Linked DNA regions of Gossypium arboreum: region 1 is linked to region 2. A link is a contact called in public Hi-C data. All regions are on one chromosome and are shown on one strand. The core of a region is the stretch at or near the end of the contact, and the rest is flanking DNA. Distances in the headings are between cores, read along the strand shown.

What was found. A called contact is a pair of places that touch in the nucleus more often than the background predicts.
Region 1: a contact with region 2 is called in a Hi-C map of leaf, with 2.4 times the contacts expected there. The contact joins the enhancer-like site here to the promoter of LOC108456062 in region 2. A contact is called at or near these places in 2 of 5 Hi-C or Micro-C datasets (both in leaf).

What each region holds. Positions count from the first base shown.
Region 1 is chr3:10,123,700-10,128,962 of ASM2569848v2, forward strand. It overlaps LOC108457167 (receptor protein kinase-like protein ZAR1), which reads right to left. Exons shown (of 2, transcript XM_017756063.2): 2 at 4,903-5,263. The coding sequence ends at 5,245. Among protein-coding and RNA genes, the nearest start is that of LOC108457167, 5.2 kb to the right of the region's middle. Within about 2 kb of position 1,317, at least 2 of the 2 cell types and tissues checked have an H3K27ac peak or open chromatin away from gene starts, as enhancers often do. A contact at or near this core is called in leaf, where this site is marked.
Region 2 is chr3:10,072,369-10,077,867 of ASM2569848v2, forward strand. It overlaps LOC108456062 (zinc finger CCCH domain-containing protein 15), which reads right to left and starts at 1,693. Exons shown (of 2, transcript XM_017754654.2): 1 at 921-1,693; 2 at 1-181. The coding sequence starts at 1,496.

The DNA.
Region 1 (5,263 bases), core at 67-2,566, 51 kb after region 2:
ATCTTTAGATAAATGAATGAAGTATATTTTATGAAAAGATAATTAAGAATTGAAGCATGTTAAACTATATATAAAAGTAGAATGATAGTGAGAATAAGTGGTAGGAAATAGAAATAATTAATGAGAATCTATATATTTATCTATTCCTTTTTCCTTTTGCAAGATAGAATGTTTATATCTTCACCATCTTCAAAGTCACAAGAAATATTGAAGACATCTCTCAAGTATGAATTTTAAATTATTTTATCTATAAAACTTTCAAACTTATTAAATATGATAAATGTTTAATATTTCCTTTTTTACTTTGTTATTAGTTAATATAACATTCTTAGAAAATTCGTAAGTATATATAAGAATAATTAATGATTGTAAAAATTGTGTTCTCATATCATATTAATAAAAGTTCATGTGTTAAAAACACTCTAAAAGTCATTAAAAGTGACTTTTTATAATTATAATTATAATTATTATGTTTTACAATAAGTTGTACGAATTTTAAAAAAATTCACAACCGTGATACCATGATGACCGCAATAGCATCCGTTATGTCTGCAACCGTGATAAATGCAATGAGACAAAAAAACGCGGCCACAACCGCAATTTAAATCCCTGCTCCACGTATAAAACTAAGGAATTGATAACGTTATTAATTAATATTTAGAAAATTAGTTTTCTTTTCCACGACGTTTATTATTTTAAAATAAAAATAACATATTTCATGTAAATACTATTTAAAATAAATAATATTTTATAAATCGAAGAAGGAGAATGAATGATCGTATTTATGGTAGAGAAAGTGATTGTGACGCAGAGTAGGTGGAGGGCAGCAGAAGAGGCGACTGTAGCAGTTGCACCATTGAAAAAGGATAACAATGGCAATAGCGAGAACACGAATAAAAAATAGCTGGTGCAGGGATCAATGATAAGTTAGTTGTCGCAGCGACAGAGAAAGTGACAATTAGGGAGGAGGAGAACAGGATCAAATTAATAGTAATTGTAAATATAGAGGTTAAATTTGTTGAATTATTTAAAATTGGGATTAAATTGATAGCATGTGTAAACCTTACAATCTTAATGTGTAATTATACCAATTTAAAAGGACATGCAATAGAGACGAAAATGAAATTTTGTATAGTTGGATGATGAAAACAGAAATACACAACTAATTAGACGATTTAGAAGGGGACTCGTTGTGTATCGTCAAGAAGTTGTCGCCGTGTTTCTCACTAGTTAGACCCATTGTTGAAGATACTGGATTGTTGTTTCGGCATATCCTTTTTTGTGAGGCTCGATTCACGCCCAGGGATGGTAACAAAGCAACACATATTCTTGCGGCAACAGGCATGAAGAAGGGGAGTTAAAGGTACTGGATAGAGGAGGTGCCGAGTTTCATGTTACAGCAGATACAAGAGGATAAGCGACAAGGGCTACAAGGGCTGTTTCTGAGTTTCGAGGATGCTTCTAATCGTTTTTTCATCAGTGTTTTTTCTGGGTGTTGAAACTCGCTGTGTTTCACATGCCTGGAATGGTAAAGCTTTGTTTTGTGTGCCAGCTGGTTTACTCCTTTCTATGCTCTTTATGTTTTCTTTGGACAGTTGGTATGAGCAGCTAGCCTAGTTTGTCTTTATTTGTTTTTGTGTGGACATTTAGGTTGGGTGTAAGGGCCGGACCTATTGGCTTCACTTTCAAATAGAGGTTTTTTCATATCTAACTCAAATCCTACTGTTTTTCTTAATGGCCTACCTAGGCTTTCAAATAAGCTCCTCAGGGTCATCATGATTTGATGAAATTGGATTTAAAGCTCGTCTGCAATTGAACCTTTTAGATGAGCTCTATCACTTGTTCAGGACTTTAATTTACAAAGAAAGAAAGAAAGAAAATATTCCATCTAACTCATTCAAAACATACATCCATCTGTTGTACATTGCTCTTGCAATTTTTGTAGGAAATTTAATTAATACATTTAACCATATTTACATCAATATTAAAATTTTAAATTTTAAAATTATAAGAATTATAAATAATCAAATTGAAAAACATGTATTAGATATACAGTTTTACGTGTAATACATTAATAATAAATTTTAATTAAGTGTTTAATATTAAAATTTTAAAATTCAAATAATATTAAAATTAAAACTACCGATTTAAAAATAACGAGTTAACGGTAAAAGTTGGCGTAAAATTCACATGAAACATGACCAACATCCACCTGCCTACCAAATTCTTCAAACAGTTAATAGCCACCCATCTCATGATGCTCCAGGAGCAAATCATGAGAAGGCCAGTAGATAGACTCTAAAACACATGTTAAAAAATTAAACTTAATAATATTTTTTTTCAAGGTATTTATGAAAATAAATTTAATAATTAATTTTTCGCATTCTGTAAACTTATTAAAGAATAGATATTGATCACGAATTTTAAAATTATTTTATAACCAGAGCGAAGATCACACCCTTGACAACGGGATCCATACTCAAAAGAGTTGTTTTCCACTCTCTTTTTTAACAAATCTTACCCAGTTACATCACCAATTTCAAAACATAGGATTCCACCATTCCAATGTCATAAAATTAAGAAAATGTTATTAATAGTGAAAATAAATAAAATGAGCAAAATTTAGGGGATATCCTGATCTGGTTGTTGGAGCATTAAATTTGGTTTTGGTAATCTACAAGAATGAAGATACCCCGGATCTCTCATTTTCCCCTACTAATCATTTAATCAAACTTGACATATTTAACAACATAATAATAGAAAAAGTAATAATAATATATATTTTTTATTTGACATCAGACAGAAATTCTTTGTCGTGTATGTTTTTCAGAATCTACATTACTCAAATAAAGTAAAGAGTGGGATGTTGGAGGAGTAGGGGCGGGTGGACTGGATTTAGGTTTAGACCGATGGGATGGTATACATTCCGACAACAAAGATAGGGTTAAAAGTCATGAAAACAGACAGACTGAGTGCCCAGCTATGGCAAAACACAGCTATCACACTCTTCATTTCTCTTTGTCCCAAGACTTTTGTTTTTTCTTTTACTCCCTTCATTCGCGCCGGGGAGATGACATGATTGCTCTCATATATTAACCTGCTGACTGCACTCCTGTCCTATTTCACCACACACTTCTAAATTCTAACCTTCTTATTTTTTCTTAAACAAATTTCAGTGACACTGGCATTTTTTATTAAACCATGCTTCAAATTTTAAGATTTTTTTTACTTGTATTTTAATGGGTTCCATTTTTCTTTTAAAGGTTATGTTAAAATCTTCCATTTGGCTATATATGATAAAGGTGATTTACTTTCAAATGGATTGGATGTTTTATGAATGGGAAGAGGAACAATGGGTAACAAAAAAAAAAAAAAGCTAGTAAAATCTAAAAAATTATTTAGATGTCAAATCTCATCATTACGTGTGAAAAATAAAAAGGTAAAGTATATTTATGGTCACTTTTGTTTAACTTATGTTACATTTTAGTCACTTATGTTATAGTGTTGTAACATTTTAGTCACTGAGCCGTTAACGGTGTAATGGTAAGCTGACGTGACACGTTAAATCTTTATTTCAAATAAAAATTTTAGGTTAAATTATGCAATAGCTCCCTATATATATTTTTGTTTTGAGTAATTTAATTTTTTTCTTTTATGTTCTTTAAACTTTACTCTCTTTTTTTTTTTTGTTTCTTCCTCTATTTTCTTACATTCTCTATTTCCTTTAACATATCAAGAAGTCAAATTGACAGTGATGAAAGAAGCAAGAAGTCAGAAGCCATTATTGCCTATAATCAAAACCCATAAACCCATATCATGCTTCTTTATTCATTGCCAATTCGACTTTCTGATGTGTTAAAAGAAATGGAGAAAGTAGGAAAATAGAGGGAGAAGTAGAAGAAAATGGAAAAAAAAAGTTAAAAAAACATAAAAGAAAAAAATTAAATTGCTCAAAACGAAAAAATATGGAGATCAATTGTTAATTTAACCTAAAATTTTTATTTGAAATAATGATTTAACATGTCATGTTAACTTATCATTACACCGTTAAAGACAATTAACGGTTCAATGACTAAAATGTTACGACACGATAACGTAAATAACTAAAACGTAACATTTCAAATATAAGTGATTAAAACGTAAATTAAATAAGTAAAAGTGACCATGGCTGAGTTTACCCAAAATAAATTTGGTACTAACTATTAATTATAATAAATAATTATTGATGGATTTAATATTTAATAAAATAATTAAAAAGTATAGAGGATAAATTTTTTTTTTTATGAAAAAGCCATAAGCGGCTATCAACCATATAATGACTACTAACTAGAAGGACGCATTAATTTGAGAATGGTTACGTATTCTAAACTTTCATACTGACAGGTGCTTTATCCCACATCAGCAAGTTGCCATTCATTGCCTACTTGAATCACCTCATCATCAGTCAAAGCATCCACATTGTAATTATATTTAGCGGGGCCTAATGTGTGAAAAGTATATGCGATGGTCAACTCTCGACTACGCCTTTGGATGTGAATTAGAGCCGGGTGTAAAAGAAAAGCAACCTCCATCACATTCTATTCCTTCTAACCAAACTCTGCATTTAATCCCATCATATGGCTGTTTGCAACTTGCATTTCACCCCTTTGCTCCAAATCAAGGAAAACTATTCTTTACGAATTACACCCAAAGATCCCCCATTTTCTCTTCTCCATTTTATTTATTATTATTATTTAATACCAAGGCCACTCCACTCACCATATATATATATATCCGCATGTAGAAAATGGAATAGTATATTCTATGCTGACTTGGAGACCCCAACGTGTTGCGCCTTGGGGAATTCATGCATAATATATAAATATCATGTAGCTCAAGATCATATGTCTGGACAAGCTAAAATTGAAAAGAAAACAATTAAGATAATCAACTTTCACTGACCAAGAAAAAAACAAGGGACAAAAAGGTCTGCTACAAGAGCAAGAAAAAAAAAAAAACACCCACCACATACACTGTATTACTATAACAGACGGTCAATTCATGCACAAGCACAAAGCAGTTAAAAAAAACTCACGGTAGCTTTTGTAGCAGACCTACCATCACCTAGCCCTTGCCATAAACAAGGGCATCATCCTACATAAAATAGAGACATTAACATTCCTTTGTTGCTATCCACTGCCACAATTTGTTATACACCTACAAAGTTTCAGTTCAAGTGGAACTCAACTAACCAGATCCTTGGTTTTAGTTGGTGTTTTGATCA
Region 2 (5,499 bases), core at 443-2,942:
GAGGGTGGCGTATTACAGGGCGGAGCTCTTCGACACTGTGAGCAAACTGGCAGTGGTCACCATATGGACAGGCACCAGTCTCTTGCCATTTGTTGCAGAGCTCAGTCTTTAACATGCCCTGGTTGTATACTTCCAGTTCAAGTAGCTCTTCCTCCTCCTTCCCTCCTTGCACGTACACCTTCTGCTTTACATTCGCCTAAAGACATTATTCACCCTATCTATTATAAAATTTAATTAAGAACAAGAAACAAATGAATAATCTATTACTAATATTCTCATTTCAATAAAATTTAATTAAGAACAAGAAACAAATGAATAATCTATTACTAATATTCTCATTTCACATTCTTTTGGTGGTAACAAGGCAGTTCACCATACAAACAAAACCTTACACGTCTAAGCAAACCTCTGGTTGTTAACAATCTTACTAACGCCATCGTTTTAACTTTCAAAAGTCTTAACTCTAAACTAACAAATTTTCATGTTATACAGATAAAACACAAGGATGATTTCAGAGTCCCTTGAACTGGCTCCTCACTTCTCCCCCAAAAGGCTAAAAAGGCACTAACAAGAATAAATTTGAACTAAATATATATCATCATCTCAGTCGCGTCTAAAATAATTAAGTTTATTGTATTGCTTCATTACCAAGTCAGAGAAGGTATTCACTAAATAAAACCGTAATAAAAAATGTAATTAATGCTTAATGGTGCTCGTTCCGTCGTTTGGCTGCGAGAATATTGTTCTGATGCCAGCTTTGCCTGACATATAGCTTTAGAAATAAGCAAATAAATATAACTCTAAAAATGAAAATAAACTGGCGATATGTACATAATGTAGAACAATAGACTGGCAATTACGAATTTGCTATCCGAACAGAATAAGGGAAAGAATTAGAAGTAAGTCAAAATTATACTCACAGCTCTTCTGATCTGTTGAGAAGCATTAGAAGTCTGAGCTAGTCCCCGAGTTTTACCACGATGACTCGCTGCTCCAGCTTTACTCATCATCTTCTGATATTCGTTAGATCTAATCGATATGCTCTTAGGCAACTTAACCCTCTCGACATCCACTTCACCTTCCATATCAGAAACTTCTTCCTCTCCTACGCCGCCGCCGAAACAAAGTCCTTCCAACGCGTTCACCAAATCAAACGGCGCGGTGTTGTAATCAGAGGATGCAAAGTGATCCTGAACAGAGGCTTGGATCAGTGCGTTGAGTTGCTTGTTGAGGTCGCGGTTGACTGATCGTAGAGAAGTATTCTCTTGGCGGAGTGATTCGGCTTCTTTTGCAGCTTCGCGGAAGCGCGAGAGGCAGAGGCTGTGACGGTTGATCATATCTTGATGCTGTTGCATGAGAATGCGGGGATGGTGGAGAGCTAAGAGAGAGGCGGATGAGTTGGCGGCGGAGGAAGCGTAAACTCCGCCATTCTGGTGATGGTTCAGTTCTCCGGCTGCGAGGTCACCGTAGGCGGTTGAAACATTGTCGTTTTGCATACCGAAGCTTGAAAAAAGAATTTAGAGAAAGCAGAAAAAAGTAAAAAAAAAAAAAACACCGTAATATCGAATTGGAGGGAAAAAAGTGGCCTGGCAGTGAATTGTAGAGAGGAATTCTGGAATCAAAACCGTTAAATAAGCACATCATAGAATTACCCCTTGTTCACTTTAGAATTTTCAACTCTTTACCTACTTTTTCCCTTGGATTTCAATCATCTTAAATCATTGTTAGGGCATTTAAGTCATTTAATCTAAATTGTAAATTTCATTTTCTAGTTCACAAATAACAGTTGCAATACTTGTTTGCATGCACCAACAGTGGTACCAGCAGAAAACAGATAAGTGCGCTTGCATTGCATTTTGGCAATGCAGGATTCACACCATTAGAAAATGACGTAAATGTCCTCTTGATTTAATTATATTAGCAAGGATACCCTTCTACGCTTTCCTTCATCCTCAAGTTTTGACAACAGATAATGGGAGGGGGGAGGATGATGATCAAGCTCAATCATGTTTGTGTAAATCCAACGGTCACGATTATTTTATCAGGGTTGTCTAATTGATTTTCTGTAATTAGAAACAACTTATGGCACAGGAAATGCGAGGCCCGGATGCGGTTAGAGAGAGCTTTTGATGATATGAGTTGCTTGTAATTGAAGTTAATTTGATGGGGGGATAATTGTGTCTGCGAGGTTTTCTAAGTCATGAAGCGAGATTAAGACATATAAACCATTTAGCAATGTTATTTGATTTAGATCAGATTGATGGATCAGATCGATTAAATTGAGAGTCAATTAATATGTTAATTTGGAAGGTGTTTTTGGACCAATTAAATTGGAAGTCGATTGAATTGGTAGTCAAACCGATCAGATCGACAAACCAACAGTCTGATCAATTTGACTAATGATTTGATTTAAAAAGTATTTTTAGGAAGGAGGAAGCCATCATTTTCTTCAGGAGATTACTTCCTTATCACAACTATAACTATCTCCTAGTGTCACAAGGCTAGAACTTTAATTTTGCAAACTGCGCGACCTGCAATTTATTTGCTTCAAATCTGCCTAAATAAAAGTGAGAATTTTCGTAAAAGATCTCTAAGACACTGAAATATAGTGGAAACAAACTCGAACTAAAAGAACAATGTAGAGCAGAAAAGTCAATGAGAAAGTAATGCACACCAAGTGTTTGAGTAAATGCTCTCAAATATATTTACAACTACGAATGAAATTATTACAAATGAGGAGAAATACTTCTATTTAGTTGAGCTCCCCTAAAACTAACAGTACTGGTTGGGTTACATTGACGGTCAAGGTTGGAGTCTATCTACAATTGATAATACTAAGCGATTTAAACTCTATATAATCTTATTCCTTTAGGATTTACACTATTTACCTTGATAACTCTAATTTTACTGGAATGTTTAATTAGGTAACCAACACTTCAATTAGATAGACTTCTCCATGAGTTCCATGAGTCAAGTCAATTCAATTGAATTAAATGAGTCTCATTTCATCAATTGACCTCTATGGGACACTCTTTACGCAATTGTCGCGGGCTTTGATCCAGGTCCGTGACACTAGCAATATCATATCTAATTTGATGATTTTCTATATAGGATTACATGTTAAAAGAAACTCTTAAAAAAGGAAAAAAAATTAAGCCCCTGTATTAAATTTGTATTCAATTAAGCCTTTATCATTAATAAAAAAATCAATGAAATCCTCTATTAACGATTTTTCATTATTGATAATTTTAATCGTTAAAATAAATTGATTAACCAATCAATTTTAATATATTTTAATATTTTTAATATTTATAATTTTGTCCACTCCAACTACCAGTACAGTAGAGTGCAACCATCACCAGTAACAATCTTTCTTTTATTAAAGCATTTTTATTTGGTGTGCGCCTAAGTTGAAGAAACATGCTGAAACACAAGTAAAAATGAGACCAACTAAATGTTCTTATCAAGTTTTAATATAGCTGAGAAGAAATTGGTATTCAATTTAGGGATTAATCGATTAAAGACTAAAATAATAAATATAAACTAGGGAAATACGTAACAGGTTTGATAAAAATATAGAAATTAATTTTTTATTCTTTGTTTGATTGAGTAAAAGGAAAATTGGAAAGATGAAAACGTGAAAGGATAGAAAAATGAAAATTATATTTATTTTTTTTTCATAGGTATTCTTGATAGGAAGAATTAAAAAATGAAAAGAGAAGAAATTTTCTTTCCATCCATTGCTGGATAAGTAGAAAAATGAAGGGTGTGCTTGGTTGAGTAAAAAAGTAAAATGATGAAAGGAGAGAGTGAAAAAGTGGGGAGAAAATAAATTCCGGTTGTGCTAGGTTGAGAAGAAAAGTTAGAAGGAAAAAAAAGAAAAAAGAAAAATGATCATTTTCCATCTTAATGCACAAAACCAATACTTCTAAATTGGAATGATAACTATATTAGTTCAAAATGATACATTTTTCAAATGTTTTCCAACATTCCAACTTTTTTTCCACTCTATAAAAAGAAAACTTATGTTTTTTATCCATCTAGTTTTCTATCCCTTCAGTTTTTCATCCTTCTAATTTTCTTTTCACTTTACCAAGTAAAGCCAAAAGGAAAAAAAATAAAATATTTGAAAAATGCATCATTTTGTACTAACATGCACACCTCTCATTTTCTCTCTTCTCATAATTCCAATGTCAAAGGATTTTTATGCATTAGAATAGAAAATGATCATCCTTCCTATTTTCTTTCCTCTCACTTTTCTTCCCTGTTAAGCACACTCAAAATTTATTTTCTTTCCACTTTTCCACTCCCTTCTCTCATTCATCCACTTTTTAACCCAACCAAGCCCACCATTAAGGGCAAAAATAGATAAAAAGTTTTTAATGGAAAGACCATTTTTTTCTTTCTCTACTGCAATACAATGCTAGTGTGTATAATTGTATATGTATAGTTCATCCATTTTACATTAGAACGACTAGGGGCAAAGCAAGAGGGTTGGTAGGTGTAACACCCCAAACCCGACCTAGACGTTATGGCCGAGTCTAGCGAAGTCACATGGAATGGATTTTGAAATCGAACTTGTCAAGTTAAAAACCGTTCTAGTTAAGTAGCTTTTATTTAATTTGAAAAAACTTGCTCTAGGTGATTTGCCTCAAAACTTATCTTTTAAGTGGAAGCTTTTGTAACCAACTAATTTAGGAAAAACCATTTTTATTTACGAAAACCTTAGTTTTTAGAGAAAACCCGTGGTTTGTTGAGTTGCAGTTTAAATATCCATAAAAACAGTAATAAGTCCCAAATTTAAAACCAAACAGTCCAAAATTTACATCAAACCCCCAAATAAGTAATAAAATATGAAAATTTACGGAAAACAGTCTAAAATTTATGTGTGGCCATCGTCAAGTCCTCCGTCGTATTGATTCGTCAAGTCTAGGGATTACCTACACAGATTAAACAAAAAGAGAGAGTTTTCGCAAACTCAGTGTGTAATCCCCACAAAAAGTCATGCATACAGTTGTACATCAAAATACAGTTATTTACAGTCCGGGCCTGAACCCATTACAGAATCAATTTGGGCTTTAGCCCATTCAGATATGATTTCAGAATTATATTAGGGTCTTGGCTCATATCAGATACAGAATGTAGACACAGTAAATCAGAGTCCTACCCACCAGCCTCTACACACCATCTTCGTCCAACCCTACACACCATGTGGGGATTAAATCAACCCACCCATCCCTACAAACCATGATGTACCAAAATATGACACATAAACAGAATATTGCAGCTGAGTTGCCAGATAACAGGCTTAAGAGCCTTTTAGACACTTCCTCCAAATAACATCAACCCACCCCCATGCAATGCAACATACCATAAATGTCATGCAAATATGCTAATAATAGAACATACATGCCGTTCAGTACAAATATCATGCTCAGTTAGACACCATACAATCAGGTCACATAATTAGAGGTCTAAGTAAAGCTTACCAACCCTACA